2 separate regions of the Rattus norvegicus genome follow, and region 1 is linked to region 2. The links are chromatin contacts, called in public Hi-C maps. All regions are on one chromosome and are shown on one strand. Each heading gives the region's core, a stretch centred on a gene start, on an enhancer-like site or on the middle of the called end of the contact. The rest is flanking DNA. Distances are from core to core; before and after follow the strand shown.

The links. A called contact is a pair of places that touch in the nucleus more often than the background predicts.
Region 1: a Hi-C map of liver shows a contact between it and region 2, with 6 times the contacts expected there. The contact joins the promoter of Dcaf1 here to the promoter of Tex264 in region 2. A contact is called at or near these places in 10 of 12 Hi-C or Micro-C datasets (the A7r5 cell line, Schwann cells, frontal cortex and 5 more).

Annotation. Positions count from the first base shown.
Region 1 is chr8:116,351,680-116,357,455 of GRCr8, forward strand. Dcaf1 (DDB1 and CUL4 associated factor 1) reads left to right here and starts at 1,354. Exons shown (of 24, transcript NM_001354204.2): 1 at 1,354-1,450.
Region 2 is chr8:116,199,343-116,204,916 of GRCr8, forward strand. It overlaps Tex264 (testis expressed 264), which reads right to left and starts at 2,073. Exons shown (of 6, transcript NM_001007665.1): 1 at 1,926-2,073; 2 at 1,187-1,253. Rad54l2 (RAD54 like 2) reads right to left here. Exons shown (of 22, transcript NM_001134520.2): 22 at 4,313-5,574.

The DNA.
Region 1 (5,776 bases), core at 104-2,603, 150 kb after region 2:
GATGGCTGTTACTCCAAGCACACAATTGAGTGAGGAAGCAGAACAGAGTACTCAGGTGGGTGAGGTAGGATGGTGATGGACTTAAGCTGAGACCTAAGATACTGGCTTCTCTTTTTTAATTTGTTTTTTTTTTTTTTTTTGTTTGTTCTTTTTTTTTTTCTTTTTTTTCCGGAGCTGGGGACCGAACCCAGGGCCTTGCACTTCCTAGGTAAGCGCTCTACCACTGAGCTAAATCCCCAGCCCCTTTTAATTTGTTTTTTAAGGCAGGATTTCCCTCTGTAGCGCCAGTTGTTTTGGAACTCACTCTAAATGAGGCTGGCCTTGAACTCACAAAGATCTGTCTGCCTCTGCTTCCCAAGTGCTGGGATTAAAGGCTTGCACCACCGCCACTACCACTTCTTGGATACAGGCTTAGTAACAGCCGTAGAATCTGATCATGACAATAGGTTCACAGTGTTTTCTAATTTCCACGTGAATGTATTGGCTGTGAGAGCTCTATGGAAACACACAGAACTCAACTCAGAACGCCAAGAACAATAGTGAGTTGCATAAGTCTGGGCAGGTTTTGTCAAGATTCTGCTCAATTGTGGAGTTATCGTTATCTTCCATGCTCTCACACAGAATCGTTGGGTCAAAATCAGATCCTTCGGATGCTGCTTCCCTTTGGTTTGTGAAGTTAGGCAAGTCATTTACTGTGGGTTTCACTTTCCTCAACTTTCAAACTGATAAATTGAATTAGATGGCCTCTGATTAGTTATTTTCGCCAAAGGGCTTTTTTTAATTTTTCTGCCTCACATATAATACATGGTAACAGATGGTTTTTGATTCCTGCCGAATATGTTTTTAACAGAAAGACAAAGGAAAACCAATGAGTTTCGGTCTAACGAGTACAGTAATTTCTGATACATTTATGCGAAATGCATTCTTTGACCCTGGCATGTTTTAAGGCTGTTGTGGCAGAGCCTTACTGAGCCTTTCCGATGACACAGGGTAGACTTGGGTACGGACAAAGTTACCTGGCCAGCGGGGATTTTAGAAAGATTCATTCCTTCCTTTACTTTTCGCTTCCGCCTTTGGAGGCAGCCAATGAATACACAGCAATTCACGTTTATTAAAGAAAACTACGAATACCAGAAGTCAACGCGCTAAAGTGGTGCTTACTGGTAGGTCAAGCTTCACCATCCCTGCCCTTAAACGCGGAACTTCATTTCCCAGGAGCGCTTTGATATTCCTCCGCTCCTCCCCCTACTCGCTTGGGAGCCTCGCGCCAACGTTACGCGCGCGCGCACAGTACGTAGCATGCGAGTGACGTATAATATGTGGGCCGCTCAGGAGCCGTGGTCGCGCTGTGTGTGTGAGTGAGGGAGAGTGAGTGCGGGACCAGAGGCGGTGTGTGAGAACCGTGGCCGCTGGAGGGGTCGGGGGAGAAGCGGCGGAGCCGCTCGCGAAGGTGAGCGGGATAAGGAAGGAGCCGGCTCTCTGTCAGGGGCACGAGGAGACCGAGCGCGCGGCCCGCAGGGCGGGAGAGTGGGCGCCGCGCTGGGGGAGGGGCGGCACCTGCTTCGGCTGCGGGCGGCGAGGGGGTGGGCAGGACCACCGGGGAGGCTGGGCCCTGGGCCTGACAAGACTTTCCGCTTTCCGACCCCTGGCTAGGGGGCGGGGCCTCCAGGTTCTTCCACCAGTCTTGTAATGAAGCTTCTTTAGAGTAACTCTTCCGCCCGGGCGTGGGGGGGGGCAGGGTATGCTCTCTACCTGAAGGAGGTGCTCTTTTGAATTTCTCTCGTCACCTCCAAGTCTCTGTTCCTCACGAGACGAGGGGGCTTCCTCTTCCCTGCCGCACGACGGACCCCTTCCCGGGACTGTGTCTCCGCCTCCAACCTCAATCACCTGGGCGGGCTTTTCCCTCGTTCGGCTCCGAGCCACCTCCCACTTGCACCCTCCCGCCTCTTGGACCGGGCGAGGGGGCGGAGCTCTCCGGGACCCCTCCCACTTCTACAATGCAGTAGAGTGGAAGGGGAGAGAGGTATGTGGGTGCCCAGACGCCGAGTCTGACCCCAGATTGCCTGCCAGGCTTCTCCGGCACTTGTTCTGAGGGCTTTTAGTTAGTTTTTGTTGGGCTTTCAAGGACGTTTGCCATACTTTGTCTTCTGTTCCTAGAAGGTGTCGGTCCGTTTCCTCTTACTGCAGTGATAACTCTCTGGTTTTTCCATTTGTTGAGGAAATAGTCGTGGAGTGTGTGAAGTAGTAGTTTTTGAGTAACAAATGACTCGGTTTTGTTTATCTTACGTTGCTCTTTTTTTTTTTCCTTCCCAGAACTCATTGTAGAGTAGGCTGGCCTTGAACTAAGATATCCTCCTACCCAGAGTGCTGAGATTAAAGGTGTCTGCCCCCATGCCAAGTTTGCTCTGTTTTTTTTAACTCTTTGAGGCGAAGCCTTTTAGATACCCAGCACGTTTTAATTTGTTGTAGCACTGTCTTCCTATTGCAAGCCCTTTGTTAATGTATAGTAGGAAGTTCACTGATGGTGTCACCTGAAGGGCTTTGAAGGCTTTTTCCCCTTGAGGTTACTGGCATTTACCTTCAAGGCTTTTATAAACATTTCAGTTCAATGTCAAGATTTATGTTTTTGTTTTTTGAGACAGGGTTTCTCTGTGTAGCCGTGGTTGCCCAGAAACTCAGCTTAGACCAGGTTGGTCTCGAACTCAGAGATCTGCCTGCCTCTGCCTCCCTGAGTACTGGGATTAAAGGTGTAAACCAGCACTGCCCACCTTAAGATTTATGTTTGTGTATAACAGTTATTCATTAACCATTTTCGAATGAGGATATATTTTTAGGTGTTAAGGTAATTTGAGGAGTTTTTACACATCTTTTGAGCATCGTATTTACTGCTAACTGTTAGTTGTTAAATTTAATAATAAAATGTGATCAAAGGAACTCTGTTAAAGGGATTGGAGTTGGTTTATTACCACTATGTTTTTGTAAAGGAGCTAGTAGTCATTGGCAGTAATAAAGTTACATAGGATTGAATGCCATAGTGTTAACTTTTTTCTTGAAGCTCCCTCTTTACCCTTTTGGAGTTGAGGATCAACTTAGGGCCTCTCTCAGAGGAAATCTCCTTTCCCTTCCTTAAGGCCTTTTAAATAGTCTCTGCGTAGCCCGTCCCCTCTCCTCCCCCCTCCCTTTTTACTTTCCACTAGGAATTGAATTTAATACCTTAGGCCCTGAAGAATGCTTGGCAAGGGCCTACCCCTGAGCTATACCTCTCAGCTGCTTCCCTTTAAGGTTCAAAACTTTCCTGAAGGAGTGGTTTCCCCAACCTTTTCTCCCCTGCCCTGGATCTATTTTAATACAGCCTTTGTTTTAGATATGGGGACAGTTTTTGTTGAATTGACCATTCAATGTAGTGTATTAGAAAAGGACCTATTTCATGGTTTAACTTAGCAAAACGGTGGGGAAATGGTAGACTAGAGTGAAGTGTAATGAAAACCATTTATCATACACACAGTTACTTCATTACTTGTCATACAATACTTAACCTATTTTTTAGGTATTTTTTTCATTTCAGGGGGGATATGCATACACTTTTAAATTCAAAGATGGCAATCCTGCATAATGTTTTTCACTTTGATATTCATTTTTAACAATGGGTTTGAGCTTGGTGGTGGTAGTGCAAACCTTTAACCCAGCACTTGGGAAGCAGAGGCAAGTGGATCTGTGTGAGTTCAGTCTGGTCTACAGAACTAGTTCCAGGACAGCCAGGACCACACAGAGACACCCTGTCTTAAACCAACCAACCAACCAACCAACCAACCAACCAACCAACCAAAAAAACCCTGCAAACAAAAACAAATATCCAGTATATTTGAGAATCAGTTTGACAAAAGAGTTCAGTTCCAACATTTTGTTTTAATCTTTTTTTTGGTGATAATAGTTTTGGGGATGGAACCCAGGTGTTCTCGACTAAGTTCTTTTTACAATTGAGCTACATCTTGAGTCCCTCAAACTTTTTAAGTAGGAAAGTGAAAATAAGTGATAATCTTCAGTTTCAATAGTTAACTGCTTGCTGTGTTTTTCTATGTTAATTTTGTGGAATTTGAGCTGGTAGGCATATCACCTCTAAATACTTTGGCGTATATTCTTATGAGTAGGGAAATTCCATGCGTATAAATATATATTTTAAATATATTTAAGAATTTATATTTTGTAATAAGGAATTATCATTCGCTTCCCACAACTGTTTCTATTTAATAGAATTAGAAGTTGAGATTTTTTTCAAAAATTTGATATTTAGTGAAGTTAAATAAGAATTCACAGACATTTCAGGCGAGTTGGGATTTGAGTTCTTTTAAATCATCAATTCTTTTCTGGCATGTGTCATTTGTGTGGTCGTGAGAACCTCTATAATTTATTTTCTCATCTGTAAAAGTCACCTCACAGTGTGACTGTGAAAATTAAGCTTGAAAGTTAATTACTTAGCTCAATGCCCTGGGCTGGATATTTCCATCTTGGTGACCATTGATTCTGTCATCATTAGGTGTGTGTCATAACTTTTTGCATGATACTTATAAAAAAAACTTTAGTGGTTATTCTTCAAGCACTTGGGAGGCAGATACATGCAGATCTTTTATGAGTTCTGGGCTAGCTAGGGATACATAGTTAGATCCCTGCCCTCCAAAACAAAGGATGAATTAAATGATGCATACCCACTATATCATGCCAAACAAAATGATACCTTGTAAATTTATATTAATAAAGTCTTTTGATGATAGTAAGATGAGTTAACATGCAGGGTATTTATTTTTATTATATTTATTATGTACGTATGTGTTTATTTAGGTATTTATTGACACAAGATCTCTATATTGTACTGGCTGTCCTGAACTTCACTGTGTAGACCAGAGAGAGCCACCTGCCTCAGTGTCCTGAGTGCTGAAGTTAAATGTGTGTACTACCTTAGCACATTCATGCTTAAAAAACATTTTAACATTTGTTTCTATATGGATGGGTATGGCCATGCTTATGTGGAGGGCAGAGAACAGCTTGGGAATATGTATTTTCCCCTTCCATTAATAAAGGTTAGGTTCATGTTTCCCATAGGAAAGTCATTTTTCCACAGTTACAGTTACATTTCATTGGAAATTATGAAAATATCACAGGTGTAGCATACAGACTCAGGATGGGACCTAGGGTTTTCTATATGCTAGGTAAGCCACTTAATTACACTAATCAAAAGCTAGCCTTTCTTTAAATTACTGGGGCTGGAGAGTCGGCTTAGCGTTTAAAAGCACGTGTTGGGTTGGGGGATTTAGCTCAGCGGTAGAGCGCTTAGCAAGCGCAAGGTCCTGGATTCGGTCCCCAGCTCAAAAAAAAAAAAAAAAAAAGCACTTGTTATAGAGGAACTAGTTCAGTTTCCAGCACTCATGGCAGCTCACAACACTCCACTCATAGTTCTAGTTCTAGGATATCCTATGCCCTCTCTGTCATTTGCAAATATATACATACAAGCAAACACTCATACACATAAAAATATGTTTTAGTATATGTAAATGGAGGGCACTAGTTATTTGTGGTTTGCATTTAGAGATAAGACAATTTTTGGGTTTCAGTTCTTTCTACCATGTGGGTCTCAGGGATCAAACTGGTCATCAGTTTCAGCAGCAGGCACGTTTACCTGAGTTACATAGCAGGCTTTTGTTTTATTTAATCTCACTATAGCCAAAGATAACCTTGACTTTTTCCCCCCTGTATGTTTTCATGTTTTCTTTAATACTCCCTT
Region 2 (5,574 bases), core at 823-3,322:
ACTTAAGGGGTTTCCAGATAGCAGGTAAGGGGGCCTACTGCCAAACCTGAAAACCTGAGTTCAACCCCAGAGCCCACACGGGGTGGGGTGAGGAGAGAGCCCACACTACTTCCTTATGTATTCTCTGACCTGCACTCAACCCACACAGTGTTTCAGGGGGCTGGGGAGACGAGTTAGCAGTAAGCAACCCTGGCTGCTCTTCCAGAGGACTTCGGTTCAATTCCTAGCACCTACACGGTGGCCAATAACTGTCTGTAATTCTAGTTCCAGGGGATGCAGCACCCTCTACTAGTCTCCACAGGCCTCTGGCGTGCAAGTGATATACAGGCACAGATGCAGGTAAAACAACCACCCATACCCATGAAAAGTTAAGCTTAAAGATCCAATTTAAAAAAAGGAAAAGGTTTGAGAGCTGAAAAGGCAATGTTTGATTTAGCCCTACAGAAAACTCAGCTCTATGGATATATGAATGTTCTGAGCATAAGACGTGCTAAAATCTGTTTTTGAACTGGCCTTACAAAGAAGCCAACTCTGGAGTCAGGCCACTCCCACCGGTGTCCTCATGCATCCTGTAGGCCTGCCTGTAAGCTTCATTATCTTTTCTGTTTGCTCTCTCTGCCCTACTCATCCTGCCTCCCGTTGGTTTCATTCTTCTCTGATAATGATGATACCAAATCTTCCACTCATACTTGATATAGGCTAGGCACTGTCTGAATGTTGAAACTCAGCTACTTCGCTAATCCTCAGAAGAAACCAATAAGGTAGGTACACATCAGGAAATAAGTGGTTGGAGGTCAAGATGCTTGACCAAGGTCACACAGGTAGTACACTGAGCCACCTGGACCAAAACACAGGCAGTGGGAACCCAAATAGTCTAACTATGGTCCACTGACAGTTTTTCTCTCCTCTGGTTTCCATGTTGGACCTCGCTGATCTCAAGGCTCTAAGGTCTCAATATCTAGGCCATAGCCTGTCTTGGGAGTGACAAGCATTGCCACACACTTCTGTTGTTGTAAGGGAACTTAGCTCCCAACCTTTCTCTTCCTTCCACTTCTAAAACTGTTCAGAAAAGAAGGGATATGTTTCTGCCCATTCCCAGAGCTTTGGTCAGCCTAGGAAGGAGAAGCAAGGCAAATTTCCCCACACCCAATGGAGGCAGGCAAGGACGGGTAATTGGAAGGCTCACCTAAAAAGCCAGGCTCACTTTTAGCAACTCATAGCATCCAGTCCAGGAGGGCTCCAGTACTCCGGCGCTGGAGGGGCAGAAAGGAACAGTCATCCCAGCCCTGGACACAGGCAGTGTGCAAAGCAGGCCCTGAGCAACCCCGTTCCAGGGAAAGCACACAAAACGAGACTGTCTACAAACGAGCCAACCCCACCCTCAGATCGCACGGGGAAATCAGGCCAAATCCAGCTTCACAACGTCATGCCTACGATCTTCACTGGGCCCAACTACCACACTTGGCGCCAACGCAGCCCTGCTGCTGACCTTGGGCAGCGTGGCCCTCTCTTGGGCCTCAGTTTCCACTAACGTCAGAGGTGCAGGGCAGATGACTTCCTTGGCCCGCAAGCGTCGGAGTTGAGGCTCCGCGCAGGCTTCCGGAGGCTGCTCACGTGCGCTCCGCGGAGGGCCGGACCCTTAAAGGGACCTGCGCCGGCAAACTTGGATGCTAGAAGCCGTGGGGTTGGGGTGTGTGGGGCGCCGCTTCGTGCTGTCGGCTTCCAGCCTCCCGCTCGCCTCACGGCCTCGTGCATCTCTGCAACTTCAGAGACGCTAAAGTTTGTAGTCGCGACGAGGCGCGCGGCCGCGGGAAGCGCTGCTGAAAGGTGAGCCCCGCCCGCTCCCTTCTAGTCCCACTGACCCGGGACGTTCCCGCACCCTACACCGAGGCAAGAGCCGCGCGGAGAGGTCAGGACCGCCTCACCGTCGCTTTCAGGCCCAGGAACCAGGCCGGGCCAGCAGTGAGCCAGACGCGGTGCAGAGGGCGTCTCAGGCCGGGAGAAGCAGACGGGAGGGGACGAGGGGAGCCCAAGCTGACACCCCGACAGGAACGCCTTGCATCTGGCTCCGCCCTCACCTCGTCGGCGGCCCACGGACGCGGACCGGCGCCAGAGGAAGAAGGGGCTCAGTCCCGGAGCCTGCGTGCGCTTGCCCCTCACGCTCGCTCCGCCCCTTTCGCGGCGGGATGTGACCGTGGCTGTGGGCGCGTGCGCTCCAGATTTGGAGGGCGGAGGCCTGTCCCGCCCCATCTCCTTGGTAACATGCAAGCCTTCTCCGCCCCCGCCCCCCCCACCTGATTGGGACAACTCCCACAACACACATTCCTGCGTCCGACAAAGAACTCCTGAAGGTGACCGAGCAACAACCAGTACCTTAAGGTATCCCCGCCGACTGGGAGGGAAGGGAAGAGCAGCGGTGACGGTGACGGCAGGCTCCAAGCACCGGGAGAGTCAGCCTGTTTGCTTGCCCCAGAAGCCCAGAAAGTCAGAGCTGGACCGCATGGTGTTTGTGCATTTTAATGTCGACCTCTTAGTAATTGTACCACTCTTACTCTCGCCACCTTCTCTCACTGGCTTCATGAAAGGTCTGAGTAAACAGGTGTTTATCAGGGAAAAAAAAAAAAGAGTCTGGCCACTAGTTCAGGTCTTACAGCTAAGCAAGCTCTGAACTTCTGGAGAGTGCAAATATAAGTGTCTCCACTCATCCACCCATCAGCTCTTTGGTGAGCATACAAGCTACCATTCCAGTATTTATTATTTCCTACTAAGATAAATCCAGGAGATGGAAACACTCCAGGAAACCCTTCTCTTCAAAGCTTCTACTTCAGTGCTGTGGCTGCTGGGAGTTTCTACTTGTTTAATACAAACTTGGTAGCTCTCAAGCTAAGTGTAAGCTCCTTCAATACAGGTTCAAGCTTGAGCTAGGATCTGATGACCTATAAATCTCAAAGCACTGCACTAAGGGCACCTCCCGAGACGTCCAGATTTATGGTGGAAATAAGGAAGGTAACTATACTTGTAAACTTCTGTTCATAAATTTTGATGCAAGACAGGCTGGGCCAAGGACTATCTCAGTACTTCTGACAAGGTTGTTATTTGGAAAGATGATCACTCCAAGAGCATGTAAGATGACTTTGGAAAAAGCCAGCAGCCACGGGGTAACATGTGATCTTGAACCTCATCTGCAAGACAAATGTCCCAATGCTCTAGACAGTCTGTCAAGGATAGGCAGCTGGCTATTCTTCAAAAGTCTTCAAGGTAGAGAGAGCAGGGAGGTTATTATAGCTGTTTTACCTCTGAACATCAAACGTGGTAATGATTGGCTGCTTCAGGCAGATGGCCTGTACACTAGATATGGTTCTTGAGACACAAGAAGGGCAAGGGTGTATGGCCCAGGTTCAGAGACAGCCTCTACCTTCAGAGCACGTTAATTCTCTCAGAAATTGATTAGTCTGTGTTAGGAAATCATTGTCAGAAGACACTCTTTCCTCGTCTTGTTCTCTCAGATCACTTCCTTTAGTCTGGGTGGGAACTCTAGAACTTGGTATCTTGGTAGAGTTGCAGGTATGCCTAAGGAGTTTCAGCACTGTATTGGAGGAGAGTCAGCCTGTCACTGGGAATCAGCTTCCAACACTGCCAGCTATCAGGTGGCCACTAGGGGGCAGTAGACTTCTTTGCAAGGCCCTTTGTACACACCTAACAGGTCGGAGACCTGCTCACCTTCCATTCCCAGACCTCTCTCAATAGCAAATACCCCTAGTGTAAGCCCAGACTTGCCCTTCCTCTTTCCCAGGAATCACCAACTGAGGTGCTTTAGTTCTGTGTAAATTGCCAGAGATTACGTCCCTGGGGCTGCTCCTCTTAAAATAAACTTACGGGGTTAGAAGAAACTGTCCACCCCCCCCCCCCATTCCAAACCCTGTTAGAACCCCGCTCCCCTAACCCCCAACTCAGCCCAATATCCCAGCAGTGTAAAACGCTGCCCACAACTCCCAGCCCCACTATGAATAACTAAAACTGGTTCGATCCACCCATCCAGCCTAGAAAGGGCTGCCCCACAGCTAAGGACTTAACCTGCTTCTACAACTCCAAGTCAGTTTCATTGTTCTACCAAGAGCCTGGAAATGTAGCAGTAGCAGCAAGGCACTCAACCCTCTCCTGGGGAGCAAAAGCAGGAAAAGCCCAAAGAGACCCTGCCAACAGAACCTGCTCAAAGCCTGTCCCATCCTACCTCGTGCGCTGTCCAAGTGCCATTATTCTTTTACGTTCATTACCAGCTCGCCCTCTGTCCAGAAAATTTCTAGACCAAACATTTTGAGTTTAAATTTTATTTTACAAAAAGAGAAATAAAGAAAACTGATAGGCAGTTATACTGACTTACAATTGTTCTGTTTGCTTTTTTTTTTAAAAAAGTGACATGAAACACAAGTAAAAATAAATACGTCATAGAAACAGCCAGTTGCCCAGTCCCTGGGGCAGAAGTGTCTGCCCTGCTGAGAGAGAGAGGAGGGAAGCCCATGATCACACCAGTAGCTGGATCAGCCAGCCACAGATGGTCCTCTAAGCCAGGCACAGGTCCTGGGCCTCAGGGGAATCCTGAGGAAAGAAGACAGAAAACTAAAGCCAGGTACCAGAGCCTTGGGGCAACCACATCTCCCTCCCTTTCCCCCAACTCCTCTGGCAGCAGTGTGGCCTTAGTGGTTATCTGTTGCAACCCCTTCAACCCACCTGGACCCTCTCTCTGATCCCTCTGAAGAGGGTACAAGGAAAAAAACCTGTCTTGGGCAGGCCTGAGGGAATCTTCTGGTGAGTCCCCAGCCTGCCCTGAGTTACACAACCAGATAAGTCATTTTACACCACAGTGCACATGAGCACACACATGCAAACACATATACACACTCATTCAAACACAGCTCGGCTGAGCTCTCTTCCAGGGAGGGTCCTGGGTCAGGTCACAGTATGAGGTCCCCTCTTGTCTGAATATCATCCTAGTAGTGGTAGCAGAGAGTGCCCAAACCTCCCTCAGCCCTCTACATTGTAGATTATGCAGCCTGCCTGGCTATCTCTCCCCAGCGCACTAGATGACTACAGCAAACAGACTTGTGGCAGGGGAAAGGCGCAGACATGGGTCCCTGAAAAGCCAAGAGGATGGACACTGCCTGCTTTTTAGTTCATCATCATAGGACTCAGGTATTCATAAAGGCCTAGAGCCAAGCTAGTGGCACAGAATAGACTTTGAGGGATTACAGCAATTTGAATACACAGGGGCAGCAGAGTCCGTGGAAAGGAAAGAATTGGAAGGTGAGCAATGGGCAGTTCAGTACTTTTTTGGTTGGCCTTTAAGGTGCTGATTTCCTGGGAACTAGTCAGCAGAGGAGTCAGAAAGTCATCCTTTAGGGGAGGGTGCTTCTCTCAGCAGCAATACTGGGGAAAGAGCAACCTAGCAGAATGCACAGAATGATGGCTCAGGAGACCTGGGCTTGTGGAAACCAAAGGGAAGTGGGAAGCAAAGGTCTGTGCAGGGACAAGGAATGTAATGCCCGGGAGCCTTCCCATGGATAAGGGCAGAGTGCA